Linked DNA regions of Mus musculus: regions 2, 3, 4 and 5 are each linked to region 1. The links are chromatin contacts, called in public HiCAR-type, HiChIP or PLAC-seq and promoter capture Hi-C maps. All regions are on one chromosome and are shown on one strand. Each heading gives the region's core, a stretch centred on a gene start, on an enhancer-like site or on the middle of the called end of the contact. The rest is flanking DNA. Distances are from core to core; before and after follow the strand shown. Region 1 holds the start of Fam83d (family with sequence similarity 83, member D). Region 2 holds the start of Chd6 (chromodomain helicase DNA binding protein 6). Region 3 overlaps Zhx3 (zinc fingers and homeoboxes 3). Region 4 overlaps Zhx3 (zinc fingers and homeoboxes 3). Region 5 holds the start of Lpin3 (lipin 3).

Region 1 (2,700 bases), core at 150-2,649:
CCATACTATTCCCTGAACAGCTTGGTCACCTACACTCTTATCCTCAAAGTCCTGCCTGTCAGGTACAGAACCAGCATCAGAACTTTGGCTTTGGCACTAGGAAGGCAGAGGCAGGAGGATTGCCTGAAATTGAAGCCTGTAAGTTCCAGGTAAGCCTGGGTTACAGTGACCTTGTCTTGCAGAGAGGAAAACAAAAAACAAAAGACAAAAACAGAACGCAAACTTGCTCCTAGACTTGGTGATGTCAACCTGATCCGCACCCTAACATATAGCGGTGCCAGGCCTACTAAGTCTTGACATGGTCTGAGGCTTTGCCCGTCATGTTCCAGGCAGTCAAAAGGTCTGGGAATGGAGCAGTGTTCACCAGCATGCAAACTTGTAGCCACACCCTCCCAAGTGGAGCCCTTTCTCCCTGATCTATGGCAGGCCAGACTCTATACTCCACCCCAGGCCAATCGGGCAGTCTGACACTAGCTAAGATAAAAACCCATTGTAACCAGTGGCTTATCTAAAGCACAAATATTTGCATTTTGGATCAATGCTACTTGGAACAGTCCCAGGCACTGTGGGTTAAAAATATCTCCCACCAGACTCACTCACAGAAGTGAAAGAGATAAACCGACTGCTCGAATTTATCTGTCTACAACATTAAGAAGCGTGGAAAAGTGGTAATTACAGATCTCCCCATGGTCTCCGGGTATCATCTTTTGGGTAAAACTAAGCTTTTACTTAGCTCCTGAAAGTGAGACCTAATGTCAGCTGACGTCCCTGGAATTCTGCAATCCACTTTGGTTTGAACTAACAGTCGCTCTGTTCCAGGGGTACCAATAACAGAAGTTGGAACTACGACATGACTCAATTTTCAGAAGGCCGATGCTCCTCCCCTACCCGCTGCCAGGGGGCCGCTCACCTCTCGGGCGGAGCGCAACTGCTGGCGCAGCGCATCCTTGCAGCCATACGGGCCTCCGGCGCCCGCGCCGCGGGGCTGGAAATGAGCCTCGACACGCGTGGCACCGCGGTAGGCACCCTGGTAGAAGGAAGGCCAGCCGAGCTCCAACGCCGGCGGTTCCAGGTCCGACTGCTCCGGAAAGTAGGTGCCCGACGAGCATTCGTGAGAGGAGCCGAACGAGTCCTCCGCTACCGCCGCCCCATCCTCGCCCGGCCGCTCGGCAGCGCCCAGAACCTCGCGCACCTCGTCGGCGTTGAGGAAGCGGCCCAGCCGCTCACGCCGTAAGAAGGCGGCCCAGGCGTCGGGACCACCGGCCAGCAGCTGCTCGAGAGCCAGACGCCGCGCCTCGCTGAACAGCTCCGTGGGGTTGGGCGGTCCGCACGGAGACAGGCAGGCCGCGGGAAGGTCGTCCAACAGCTCGAAGCGAGCAGCCATGGCAGTGCCCAGAACCGATCCACTTGTCTACGGTGGTAGTCTGAGTTTTTATAGGCATCTTTGAATCAAACCAGCCCGCTCTATTGGCTCGCCGCCCCGCCCCAGCAATCCCATTGGCTGGATGTCTCCCATGCGTACCAAAGGCTCTGCCCCCTCATTGCTATTGGTTGCTCCTGAGACAGAACCCGCCCACCCTCTGCTCTCACTGCCTGATGGCTGAGCGGAATTTAAATCTGACTTTACCCCGCCCTAGCGGCTCCAGAACCCTGCCAACCCGGGACATAGCCCCGCACTGTCCGAGCACGCCCCCTGCCGAGTGCCCTATAACATGGTGCTTCAAGGACTCGGACTAGGGGTAGGACTTGCTCCTGGACATGCTTATTTTGGTGTGATCAGCCTCATTGCCACTCCACCCTGCATCTAATCATTAACTTATCAATACAGAGAGCAAGTGAGAAGGAGAGAAGGACAGAGGGACGGAGGGAGGGGGAGGGAGAAGGAAGGGAAAAGATGGGGAGGAAGAGAGACAAAGAGACAGAGATAGAGCCTGGAGTGGTGGTTCATCAGTTAAGAGCACTTCCAGAGGATCTGGGTTTAGCACTGTCTCCCCTGGCAACCTCTAACCACCTATAATGCTTCCAGGGAATCTGATGATGCCCTTTCTGGTATCCACGGACACTGTATGCATACGTAGCACACAAACATACACATTAAATAAAAATAAATAAATGTCTTTTTTTCTCAGTGGTGCAGAGCTGGGGGTGGTGGCACACTCCCAGCACATGGGAGGTTAGGGTAGGAGAATCTGGAGTTCGAAGCCATCTTATTCTGTGTCAATCCTAAGAGAGGTCACAGAAGACCTTGCAAACATACACATATATATCTATATACATATACACATACATATATGCTCATACATATACATCTATATACTAATCCACTGTGGTATCTACTTCTTCGCTTAAAGGTCTCTCTCACTCTCTCTCTCTCTCCCTTTCTCATATCTTGTAGCGAAGGATGACCTTGGCTTTCTAACCCCCTGCCTCTACCTCTGTAAACTTAAAACAAACCAGTACTGCTGTGAGGATCTCCTCCCTCTCTTCATCCTTCCCTGGTTCCAGCCTTCTCAGGGAAGTTATTCAAGCCCAAAGGCAAGAGCTTCCTGTGTCCCCACTCTGGCATCCAGGATGCAGAAGACTACCTTCCTCTATCAAATCGAACCAGCTCTTGCATGTAATAAGGACAGGGGCCAGGCCTGAGGCTGTACAGTCACACAGTGTCTTTGCCTCTGTTTCCTGGGTTAAAAGCAAGGATAA
Region 2 (2,700 bases), core at 153-2,652, 2.3 Mb before region 1:
GGGAGTACAGGAAGGCTCTGTTAACATTGTGATTACCCTTGACACACTCATACCACCCTCATCCTAAACAATTCTGACAAACTGCTCTTGGAGTCATCAGACTCAGATCATTCCTGCTTTAATTAAGATAAAGTGAGCTTTTAAAGTCAGAGTCCAGCCAGTTTTGGACTTTTTTTTCTTCTTCTTTTATTTAAGTATTCACTGGGGAAACACTCCAGATGGGACAGGCAGGAGTGAAGAGGAAAAGTGATCACCAGGTCCCAGAGTAGGGAGGATGCTATGAGGAATATTTAGCTAGGCAGGATAGGCTCTAAATTCCTCCTTGCCCTAATTGTTCCTCCCCCATCTCTGGTCTGATGTCCTTCCTCCCGCCATCTGTTTTCTTTATGGCATTTATCACTACCTGCCTCTGTGTTCATTTATTTATTTTATTTATTGCTTTTCCTTTGCCTGTTCGGTGAGTGCAAGGGCTTTGTCCTATTGACCGCTACATCCTCCGTCTCAGATCAATGTCAGGTATTTAGTGGGCACTTAAAAATTAGCTGCTAAAAAACGAATTACGGAAGACAACAATTGGTTGAATCTCTGTCATATGCTAGGCCCTGTCCTTGAGGATGCTACAAGGATGGTAGTGGAGATAGGCCCGAAAATAAACACACCATGGTTCCACTCCTGATGTTACTGAAGCATATCCAATGCGCTGCAGGATCCTCAGGGCTGGAAAACTCCCGGGGTGTGCAGGGCCCTGGGAAGACGTTCCTAGTATGCTAGGGAGCCAGGCGGATCTGCAGTATAAGCAGCTGGAGACTGACGACCCGGCTCCTCGCTTCCCTCGGCCTCTCAGCATCTTCTTTTTCCTGTCCGTTGGGACCTTCACCTCTCCTCGAGTGCGCGTTGCAGGATCTGGGCGCCGGCGGGGCGCTCACGTCGTGGGACCCCAGTACATCTTCTCCCACCTCCGGAGAGCCAATCCCGGGTTTTCCAGCTTGCTTGCCCACTACCTGCGAGACCTCCACCTGCAGGTTGAGCCCCAGCCGCGGGCCAGCGCCCAGGTCCTCGCCCCCTGCTTGCAAAACAGAGCGCAGCACCCCGCCCCGCCCCCTCCGCCTGCGGGACCCCAGCCCCGCCCCGCCCCCGCGGCCCGGCCGCTTCATTCCGGGGGGGCGGGCCGGGAGCTGCGCTGTCTGCAAGGCGGGGAGATCTAGGCTGGGAGGCGGAGCGGCTCCGACATCGACCAATCACCGCTGCGATCACATCCATGCAAATACGAGCACAATGGAGCAAGCCCATCACTCGCTCCTGCAAGCAAGCTTGAAACGGGCTTCTGTCTGATCGGCAGCCCACACGACCAATGAACCTGTGTTTTGGGCAGGCGAAACCCAATAGCGCGGCAGGGAAGGCGGGCCCAAGCTGGGTTAGGGTGTCCTTGCAGGGTGTCTGAGCTAAACTTCACCAAATAATAGCTGTTTGTATTTTGGCTGCTGCAGGAGCCATTTTAGGTAAGTTCTTCTCTTAACTTTTTATTTTCCTGCCTGGCCCCGACAAGCTGGGCTTGCCCGCGGGGACCCTGTCTCCGCCCCGCTGGCCGGGATGGGGCTGCCCTATGAATGGAGCGGGGCTGAGGGGCCGCGGCGGCGCGAGGCCCGGCCGGGCAGGGGTCCGAGCGCGGCCGCGGGCGTTCGGCCAGGCCGAGGGCCCCGAGGCCTGAGGCGAGGGGTTTGGCGTCCGCCCCTCCCGGCTGCCGCGCGCTCTGGCCGCCCGCCCTCCGTCCTTGGGAGAGCGCCACTGCGGGGCCACGCGCCCAGGCTTGGGGTCCTGCTTCAGACCCCAAGCGCGGGCCTTTGCGGCGGGGCGGGGCCTGCCAAGGCTTCCCAGGGGACCCCGGCGGCCCACGGCGCGTGAGGGCCACCCCCGCGCCCGCCAGCCGCTACCGCCCCCGCGGAGAAGTTGCTCCGCTCCGCGTCCTGCGTCTGTTTGCAGGGGTGGAGGAGGGTGGGCCGGTGCCAGGCTGCTGCTCCGGGAGGGGGCGGGGGCCCCGGCGCGTCCCCGGGTCGCGCGCCCCTCCGGCCGGCTCCTCACGCACTAACGCGCACTCGCCCCCGAAAATTTGAGCCCTCAAGACTCCAAGCCACCAAGCTACCCCGCTGCCAAGTTTGGTGCGTTATTAGATTGCATGTTAGAGCTTGCAAAGAAATTAGAGAGAGGGAATATGAAAAAAAAAAAAAGAAAAAAATCTGTTTCCTTCAGGGTATTTATTTCTCTTCTCTGTTGAGAAGTAACGGAGGAATGTCCTTCCTAAAATTTCCAGGGACCATGCCTGTCAGATGTGGAGAGGGGTTGGCAGCTCCTTGGGTTTTAAAACGAGGTTATTAGGAAATCCCCGCACTAGTGAGATAATTGAAATGTGAGTTTGTTTGCAGCTTCAGTTTTATTTGATCCAATTAAAAATGCATAAGCATGCACTTTATATTTGTGTACATAGAGTATTCCTAGTTTCAGTTATGACTAATATGACTGTGGTTTCACGAGTGTGGGATCTAATAAGGCAGTATAATTCAATTTTGAGCTCGTAGGCCCGTGTTCTCCAAATTAGGCTTTATAGACCATTAGTAATCTGGCCAAGGTTTCTAGAGAGTCTCTGGCATCTCTGAGCATCTTTCTCCGGGGCTTGTTTGTGCCTTTTTTGCCACCCCTCAAGAA
Region 3 (2,700 bases), core at 39-2,538, 2.0 Mb before region 1:
TTATTCTTCCTTCCTCTGTCTTTCCAACATCCTTTGATTGCCTCTTGTGTTACTCCCATTGTACTTAGAGAGGTAGGTGAGAAGTGAGCTCATGGCTTATCCCTGTTGCCCAGCTCATGGCACTCGCTGTTCTGTTTAGTCACTCATCTTTTAGATAATAGGATTGTTTTCAACAGTTACAACTTTAAACTTCCTAAAGTGGATGAGGGACTTCTGGTGGAGGCTTTCCAACAGCCTCAGGGTCTGAAAAGCTTTCTTACAGGACAGACCCATGGAAGGCTGTTTCTTATCTGTCTTTCCCTTACCTGGCTGTTGATGTATTTTTCATGTCTGCTTTAGAAAGGCAGCCCCTTCCTTGTTCTTAAACTTGATGAATAATACAGTATGTTTTTATACCTCTAGCACAGTTAAGACAAATAAACTGTAGTTTTGTAGGGACTTTTCTTAGCTTTTTGATCAATGCCAAATCCCTGTTGACAGGGATTTTATTTTAAATTCAACTATGTAAATTTTACCCATCAGTTAACTGTAAGATATTTAATTTTTATCTGAGTATTTAAATTTATGAACTGAAAAATATTCTTATATATGAGTTTTTTACATTCTTTTCTTGCAAACAAAAGACTTGAGGTCACCTCAGTTCTTCCACAGTAAATATGCCTTTGAAAAATCAGAATAATTCCTAACATTGGAAGCCAGAGACTGTTTTATGTAGTTTACAATAGTAATTTTGCACAAATGATTTCAGGTTAAAATTGCATACTATTTATTCCCACCCATTTCCTTTATTGGCTGTGACACACAGGAATTACGCCCATTGCTTAACTAACCTTTCTGACCTTTTGTTACTTGGCTATAAATTGACTTGGGTCTTTTGCAAAAAAACACTTGGGGGGGGGGATCTTTTTGTTAGAACCCAGCCAATTCCTGCTTCAGTGCAGAACAGTTTGTTCTCTTGAAGGAATGAGCCAGTTCAGTGAGCAGAAAAACACAGCCATAAACTGGCATCAGCAGGGCCTGCAAAGATGATTGCCCATGGTCATTCCACAAAGCAAGGGACTCGCAAAAGAATGAGGTTTTGGAGAGAGAAATATGCTTTTGAGCTCCACTGACTTTAGGTAAATATAATTGACTTTCTAAAGTGAGTTGTGAACACATGAAAAGGGTTTTCTTCCTGTGCTCTGGTGGACATGAACATTTTAACTATTTAAACAGGAGTATAGTGGAATGCTCTTCTGCTGTTCCATTGTCCCCGTGACTGTGCTTGGGCATGAAGAGGTGCACTTCACCAGATCTGCCCAGCAGGGTGGGAGCAGCTTCTGCTCTGCATACAGACACTTACTGATTGATGGCACCTTGGAAGGCTTGAGTGCTGGCCCACCCTCCAAAGAAGACGCTGATGGCAGCTGATGAATTAGAAGAAAACATGAAACATTTTACACAATTGTGAGGCAGATATAATAATAGAAAACACACAAATCACAGTATTTGACAAAGTGATTGGTAGAAATGAGGGCATTTATAAGGGCTTTTTTTTTTTTTAGCTTTTTGATCAGTGTTGTTTAAGATTGTTAGGAGACTATTTAGGAGTTTGCTAGATGGAAGGGTCTCGTTGCTGCTTAGCTTATCCTGCAGTGTACTCAAGAAGCTTTCTTTCTTTAAAAAAAAAAAGTTTCTGGGAAAATATGGCTTTAAAGTTATGGAGTAATGAGACCCTCTGGAATTTAAGGTACTAGTAGAATTACACTTGGAACTAACGTTAAGAGTGGGGAAGGGAGCGAAACGAGCTGACTATAGACTGTGTGCTGTACATCTCAGTCATGGCATGAAACAGCCTAGAATGTCTTCTGTCGGCACTAGGGCTGAAGATATTCCAGAAACCAGAGATTGCCTTGGCAGAACAGGGTGAGGAAAAGTACATTTGAGCATAAAAAAGGCAGATTGAACCAAACTAAGGAAGGGCCATAATACCAGGCTGAAGTGGTTTCTGCATGAAGTCAGTAGAGATAGTGATCCGTGTCCTGGGAAGGCAGATAGGTTGTGACTTGGACGACCATATGGGAAGCACAGGTGCAGGTAGTGTAGGTCACTGAAGTCTCTGCAGCAAATAAGGAGAGGACACTGCTCAGGGATGACCTTGGTGGAGAAAGGAGGCAGGAGGCAAGAAGTCTCCTGAACTTTCAACATGCTGTCAAAGACTCATATACACACACTATCATGTCCACTGTAGTAGACTCAGTGCTGTTTCACTCCAATATTGTATCAGAGAAAGCCGAGGTTGGGGAGATTCCGTGTTTCCCCAAACCTAAGTATCCTGTACGAGGAAGCAGCTGAGTCAGAGTTGGAACCCAGGTTATCTGTCTTCAGACATAATGACATGCCCACTCTTGGAGAGGACCTGATGCAGCTGAGCAACCCAGTGTTTAACAAGCCTCAAAATGTATACATATTCTTTTGCATGCATTTATTTATGTAGTTGAGACAGAGCTACGTTCCTGATTGACCTAGAACTTCCTATATTGACCAGACTGGCCTCAAACTTGTAGTGATTCTCCTGCCTCTGTTTTCACTTCCCTAGTGCTATGCTTACAGGTGTCCAGCCTTGTATAATTCTTAGTTTACACATATAAATAATCATCTACTAATACTTAGATACTAGCACTAATGCTAATACAAGTAACATTTTGAAAGTCTGAACAT
Region 4 (2,700 bases), core at 19-2,518, 2.1 Mb before region 1:
CTTGGGCATCTGAAACCTCAAAGTCTGTCTGAATGACACATTTCCTCTAGCAGGGTCACACCTCCTAATAGTGCCATTCCCTATGAGCCTGTGGGTGCCATTTTTATTCAACCTGCCATAACATCAGATGTCCTCTTTTGTACATCTTGCAGCATTACTTAAACATGCACACTCCCCATACACATAATTTTAAAAATATATCTTTAGAAAACAACAACCTCCAAACAGGACTGGTAGTATCTGGCTAATTGTACCTATGTCAGTGTAGTTTTTCCAAATACTGTCCTAACCAGATAAGACTAGTCTTTTGTAGGCTAATTTCTGTCTATGAACCTCTATGTGTTGTTCTTCAGCAAATTTTGAAAATCTTCAGTTCTTTTGTCTTAATTTGTAACTAGCATATAGTTAAACTGTGTGCAACTATTGTGGGCCAGTCACTTTTCTAGATAACAGGGATGATGCTACTGTGTAAAAGTCACCACCATAATGGAGATCTCAAATCCATAAATAATAGGGTCTAGAGTTACAGTCAAATTGAAATTTAAAAAACAAAAGTGTTTGCGTCACTCTAAATTCGAATTTAAGTGCTGTTGTTGCTAGCTTTAGTTCTTCACAAGTACCCATGATTGCTTAATGACTTAATGTTGACTTCTCATAGGTAGCTTGATCTAAGAGGGAAAGAAAACACCTGAGACGGAAGCCAGAGCCCCTCTATAACCTTGTTTTGGAAATGACGCTCCAGCACATCTGCTGTATTTGTTAGAAGTGAGTCAGTAAACTGGCCCACATTGCAGCAGAGGAGGTTACCCAAGGGCATGAATACCAGGAGGCAAAGATCATTAGTGACCATCTCAGAGTGTGCCTAACACAGAGAGTGAGACATAAGCAACTTTAACATATCACTTAAATGTTTTCAGTTATAAGTGGCAAATTTGTGGTAATGGAAATTATTGCTTTCTTTTTGTTTTATTCTATTTAATTTAAAAGACTTTACAAATATGCAAAAAAGAACATTATAAACATTGGCTATTATTCTGATGCCATTGTAGATTTTTCTTACCTGTATCAATGTTAGGACTGAATTGTTAGCTAATACCAACTTGTACCAATGGTTAACCCTGATGAGCTTTTACCCTGGTAGGTAGACTTTATGCATTTACTAAGTATTATCTTACGTAATCCTCAGGAACTCTCTGAGATAGACACCACTACTGTTTCTGTTCTACAAATGAAAACGCTTACATTGTGAATTTCTGATGGTGGCACAGGCAGTGTCACCAGCTAGTGGGCAGCACAGAGTAAGAGGAGGACAGGCTGGAGCTCACACATCCAACTGTAGCACTATTTTTGTCTTCTTTGATAGAATTATTCAAGTGCTAAATTAACCCAGGATTCCCTGGGAAATAATTTGATGATGTTTACTTACTAAATTTAGTATCATCTTGTTAGTGGGTGAGTTCCCCCTTTTACTTTTTAAATGAGGAAACCAAGGCTTAGGCAGATGAGCTGCCTGTCTGTGGTTATGCAACAACCTTAGGTGTTGGCGACAGCAGCATCCAAGAGTCAGGTTCCTGATACTAATATTAGCATTATTTCCTTTAAAATCTAAGTATTTAGCTACAAAGAAGATCAAGGTTTTAGTAGAATAGCTTAGGAAAATAAATGTTTTGTCTTGAACTGCTCAATCTGTTAGCTGGGATTCATAATTAGCTAATTTTATTTAATTATTTTCCTTTTATTGTTTTGTTGTTGTTTTGAGACAGAGTCTCACTGTGTAGCTCTGACTGGCCTAGAATTCACTCTATACAAGGCTGGCCTGGAACTCAAAAAGATCTGCCTGTCTCCACCATGCTTGACTAAAATACTTTATATTTTTAACTATAATTTCTGAGGAAAATATATATTTTAACTTCCATAACAAAATACAAAGGACCTCTAGATACCATTAAGGAAAACTATAGTATATAAACATTTCAGTAACACTAAATTATATATAATGTGCATGCAAAAACTTTATTGAAAGTGGAACAGCTAAAAGGCACTCCATAATTGAGTTTGAGGTTTTACATTTTATGTACATGTACACAGTTTATATGAAGATAACTGATGAAGTCATCTTTCATATGTGAATGTCTCATTTATAGTTCTCTGCATCACACTTTTATAATTCAAAGAATGCTATAATATTTCAAAACAAATTGGTAAGCGTTTCCCTTACAAGAAACTAAAAATGGAATAGTTCTGGAACAACTGAGTTACAGTTTTTTCAGTCACATAAATGTGTGTCCCAGTGCTGTTTTTCAAAGCCAGAGGACAAACATTCTAATTGTGGAGTTAGAAAACAAGAGGAGCACGGTCACCTGACTGTACTTGTTTGGTAAGAAGTGAAGCACAATTATTTTAAAAATACTTCTGTAAGTTTCTTCTTTCTCATTTTGGGCATAACAGTGGGCTTTATTGATAGTATATACAAGAGTGGGGCTACCTAAGCCCTTCCCCTTCTTCTGAGGATCTCAGGTACAAAGACTGAGAACAATGTTCAGTGTGTTGGGGAGCTGAGTGAGGCAGGGATTTCCTAGCAGCTGAGAGCCTCCCTCTTCCTCTCATGTAGAAAACAAAATGCATAGAGTTTGAAGACTGCAGTCTTGGTGAGAAAGGCTGTTTCTTTGAGCAGCTGTAACTGAATAGCCAACATGTTAA
Region 5 (2,700 bases), core at 116-2,615, 2.1 Mb before region 1:
CGGGTACCTCTAAGTAAAATCCTACCCCTACCCCACAAACACCCCTAAGGAAACCTTTTTGACTTTTTTCTTCCATGACTGTCCTACTGTTTAGGCTAAGTACTAGAGACTCAGATTATTGATGGCAGCAAAGCACTGTGGGTAAGAACACCACAGTGGCTGAGTTCTAATCTATACTTTGCCCCTTCCCAGGGCAAAATGCTTCATTTATCTGAGGTTTTCTTTTTAAGTATTTTTGTTTTAATTTTTTTTCTGTGCATTGGTGCTTTGCCTGCATCTATGTCTATGTGAGGGTGTCAGACCCCAGAACTGGAATTACAGATGTGAGCTGCCATGTGGTTGCTGGGAATTGAACCCGGGTTCTCTAGAAGAGCAACCAGTGCTCTTAACTCTGAGCCATCTCTCCAGTCCCTATTTATCTGAGCCTTCGTTCCAGCTTCTTTAAGTGGAGATAGTATCAGGCAGGGATGAGTACCCGCTGAGATAATTTGGATACAGCCCTGTTGTACAGTAGGTGTTATGCCTGTGTGTGACATCTAGCAGAGACACCAGCATCGTGACTTTTCCACACTCACTCAGGCTGTGGGCTGTGCAGTAGGCCAGTCTCTACTTGCAGTTAACAGTTTAGACACAGTAGGCTGCCACCCAACACCATGACCAGTGGGAACCTCACTATTTACAAAATAGAAAGGTGAACTCCAGGCTTTGTGGAGTACCTTGTTCAAGCCAGGCTAGATATATCCTCAAAGTTCTAGGGCTAGCTTGTCTCTACCACAGGGAAGCCAAACCAAGGTCCTCTGGACTCTTGGGACCCCAGATATTGAGATGGGGGAGTTATGGAGTGGGGATGACTTTCCAACTGCCACCAAAGAGAGTAGGGGTATAAGGAGGGGCCCTTATACCAGGGAAGCGGTCTACCGCTAAGTTACAATTCCCCAGCATTGGGAAACTGCCGCTTCAGTTCCCCTCATTGACAGGCAAGACAGGCCAGACAAGGGCCAGGGACACTCTTTGCAACTGAGGACTCTTATTACCAAGGACACGCCGCCAGTCTTGGGAAGCCTCTCTAAAAGGTTCTGGCATTCCTCTCTAGCTTCCTAGTCCTGGCTATCCAGGGAGCTCGCAGGGGAAGGGGCAGGAAGTGAAGCCAGCCTTCCCCTACTCTTTCCCTAGCTCCCTGTGGTCTCTGTCCCTTGACGTGAAAATGAGATAGAACAGAGTGGAAGAAAAACATATTTTGTTTTCCTATGGGCTAGGTTTCTACGTTGAAACTTCCCTCCCGAGGACCACTGAGACCCAGAAACGCCGCCTCTACCTGTACGCAGAGGTTCCACAGGTAAGGGTCCAGGTCCCGGCACTTCCGCTTTCTCTGAGACCCGGTGAGATCCGGTCTCCACTCCTTCCACCAACCAGGTGCGGCTCTCACTGTTCCCGGTCAGTCCAGGCTCCACCCTTCACTTCGAGAAGACCCCGCCCCCGTCCCGTGGTCCCACTCCAGGGCGCCCTTTTTCCTATGGGGAGCAACAGACTTCGGGGCTCTGACTCGTTCCCAGCCACACCCGTGGCCACACCAGCTGTCACGACAGGAGCACGAAAGACGTACGGACTTTAGAACCGCGTCTACCTACGTCCTGTTCCTTACTACCTGCCTCTGTGACCTTGAGCGAATCTCCCACGGATACCAGAGGAAAGCTACTTGTAAGATTTGACGGAGAACACGAATATCTTTGTCGAGGGCTTGGCGCTTGTATTTCCCATCCCGGGAACAGCGTTTCTTGATCCTCCACACCCCCTTTCTAGCCGAGGTCTAACTACCTATATGCTCACAGTTGGAATGTCTTATTTGCTCAGTTAATGTCAGTCTTGTTTGTTTTTGCATACTGACATCAAAACTCGGTGGTACACGCAAAGAGATCTACCACCGTTACACCACCCAGCTTCAACCGAGCTTGAACGCCTTTAAGAACGGACCACCTTCATACGCTCAGTGCTATTGCAAACCTGCTCAGTCATCTATCAGACACTTTAGCGAGTGGGCAGTGCGCTTAATACTACCACGGGCCAGCAGAGGGCAGATGGTGACCAGTCTTCTCACCCAATCACACTTTCTCACCACCCAACACTCTCAAGAGCAAGACAAGTGAGCAGATTTGTAGGCAATAAACCCAAGGGGCCAGCCAGGAATGACTTTGAATCCCTGACTCAGAGACCTCTCCGACTACCTGTATGGATGATCCCTGCAAACAAGATGTGCTGGAAAACATGAGACGCTGAAGGCGTTTGTTCGAAAAAGCACACACGGTCAGGCTTTGCCTAAAAGATGGCTCATTCAACCCAGCACGGTGGCGCACACCTTTATACCAACACTGGGAGGCAGGGGCAGGCAGATGCCAGAGTTTCAAGGTAAGATGTCCTTCAGAGGTAGTTCTGGGACAGCCAGGGAGACCCATAAAAACCCTGTCTGGAAAAAACAAAACTAACAGACAGACACACAAACAAAAATGGTTCAGCCAGTAAAGGTGCTTGCTTCTGAGTTGAATAACCGTAATCCACACTTACAAGGTATCTCGGGCAGGCTGTGAAGCCATCGTACACGCTGTATACACTCCAAATCAGTGGTTCTCAAACTTCCTAATGCTGTGACCTGATTCAGTTCCTCATGCTGTGGTGACCTCCAATCATAAAAATTATTTTTGTTGC

Evidence for each region. Promoter capture Hi-C pulls out the DNA fragments that hold promoters and counts their contacts. HiCAR-type assays count read pairs that join an accessible place to other places. HiChIP or PLAC-seq counts read pairs in DNA pulled down with a chosen protein or histone mark.
Region 2: a promoter capture Hi-C map of pre-B cells shows a contact between it and region 1, with 6 times the contacts expected there. The contact joins the promoter of Chd6 here to the promoter of Fam83d in region 1. A contact is called at or near these places in 6 of 39 promoter capture datasets (the 3T3-L1 cell line, the C10 cell line, cranial neural crest and 2 more), 3 of 115 datasets of contacts at active chromatin or transcription factors (astrocytes, embryonic forebrain and large pre-B cells) and 2 of 9 other capture datasets (adipose tissue and macrophages).
Region 3: a HiCAR-type map of astrocytes shows a contact between it and region 1, with 6 times the contacts expected there. The contact joins the enhancer-like site here to the promoter of Fam83d in region 1. A contact is called at or near these places in 1 of 39 promoter capture datasets (cranial neural crest) and 5 of 115 datasets of contacts at active chromatin or transcription factors (astrocytes, embryonic stem cells, large pre-B cells and 1 more).
Region 4: a contact with region 1 is called in a HiCAR-type map of fibro-adipogenic progenitors, with 9 times the contacts expected there. The contact joins the enhancer-like site here to the promoter of Fam83d in region 1. A contact is called at or near these places in 4 of 39 promoter capture datasets (the C10 cell line, cranial neural crest, hippocampal neurons and 1 more) and 2 of 115 datasets of contacts at active chromatin or transcription factors (fibro-adipogenic progenitors and large pre-B cells).
Region 5: an H3K4me3 HiChIP or PLAC-seq map of embryonic limb bud shows a contact between it and region 1, with 13 times the contacts expected there. The contact joins the promoter of Lpin3 here to the promoter of Fam83d in region 1. A contact is called at or near these places in 10 of 39 promoter capture datasets (the 3T3-L1 cell line, cranial neural crest, embryonic stem cells and 7 more), 3 of 115 datasets of contacts at active chromatin or transcription factors (astrocytes, embryonic limb bud and forebrain) and 2 of 9 other capture datasets (adipose tissue and macrophages).

The regions. Positions count from the first base shown.
Region 1 is chr2:158,766,798-158,769,497 of GRCm38.p6, reverse strand. Fam83d (family with sequence similarity 83, member D) reads right to left here and starts at 1,399. Exons shown (of 4, transcript NM_027975.2): 1 at 911-1,399. The coding sequence starts at 1,384.
Region 2 is chr2:161,107,788-161,110,487 of GRCm38.p6, reverse strand. Chd6 (chromodomain helicase DNA binding protein 6) reads left to right here and starts at 1,402. Exons shown (of 37, transcript NM_173368.3): 1 at 1,402-1,499.
Region 3 is chr2:160,803,564-160,806,263 of GRCm38.p6, reverse strand. All of the region lies in intron 2 of Zhx3 (zinc fingers and homeoboxes 3), which reads left to right. Among named protein-coding and RNA genes, the nearest start is that of Zhx3, 68 kb to the left of the region's middle. Within about 2 kb of position 1,288, at least 39 of the 459 cell types and tissues checked have an H3K27ac peak or open chromatin away from gene starts, as enhancers often do. A contact at or near this core is called in astrocytes and stem cell-derived neural progenitor cells, where this site is marked.
Region 4 is chr2:160,848,624-160,851,323 of GRCm38.p6, reverse strand. The region is part of intron 1 of Zhx3 (zinc fingers and homeoboxes 3); the gene reads left to right. Among named protein-coding and RNA genes, the nearest start is that of Zhx3, 23 kb to the left of the region's middle. Within about 2 kb of position 1,268, at least 15 of the 459 cell types and tissues checked have an H3K27ac peak or open chromatin away from gene starts, as enhancers often do. A contact at or near this core is called in fibro-adipogenic progenitors, where this site is marked.
Region 5 is chr2:160,886,833-160,889,532 of GRCm38.p6, reverse strand. It overlaps Lpin3 (lipin 3), which reads right to left and starts at 1,365. Exons shown (of 20, transcript NM_001199118.1): 1 at 1,316-1,365.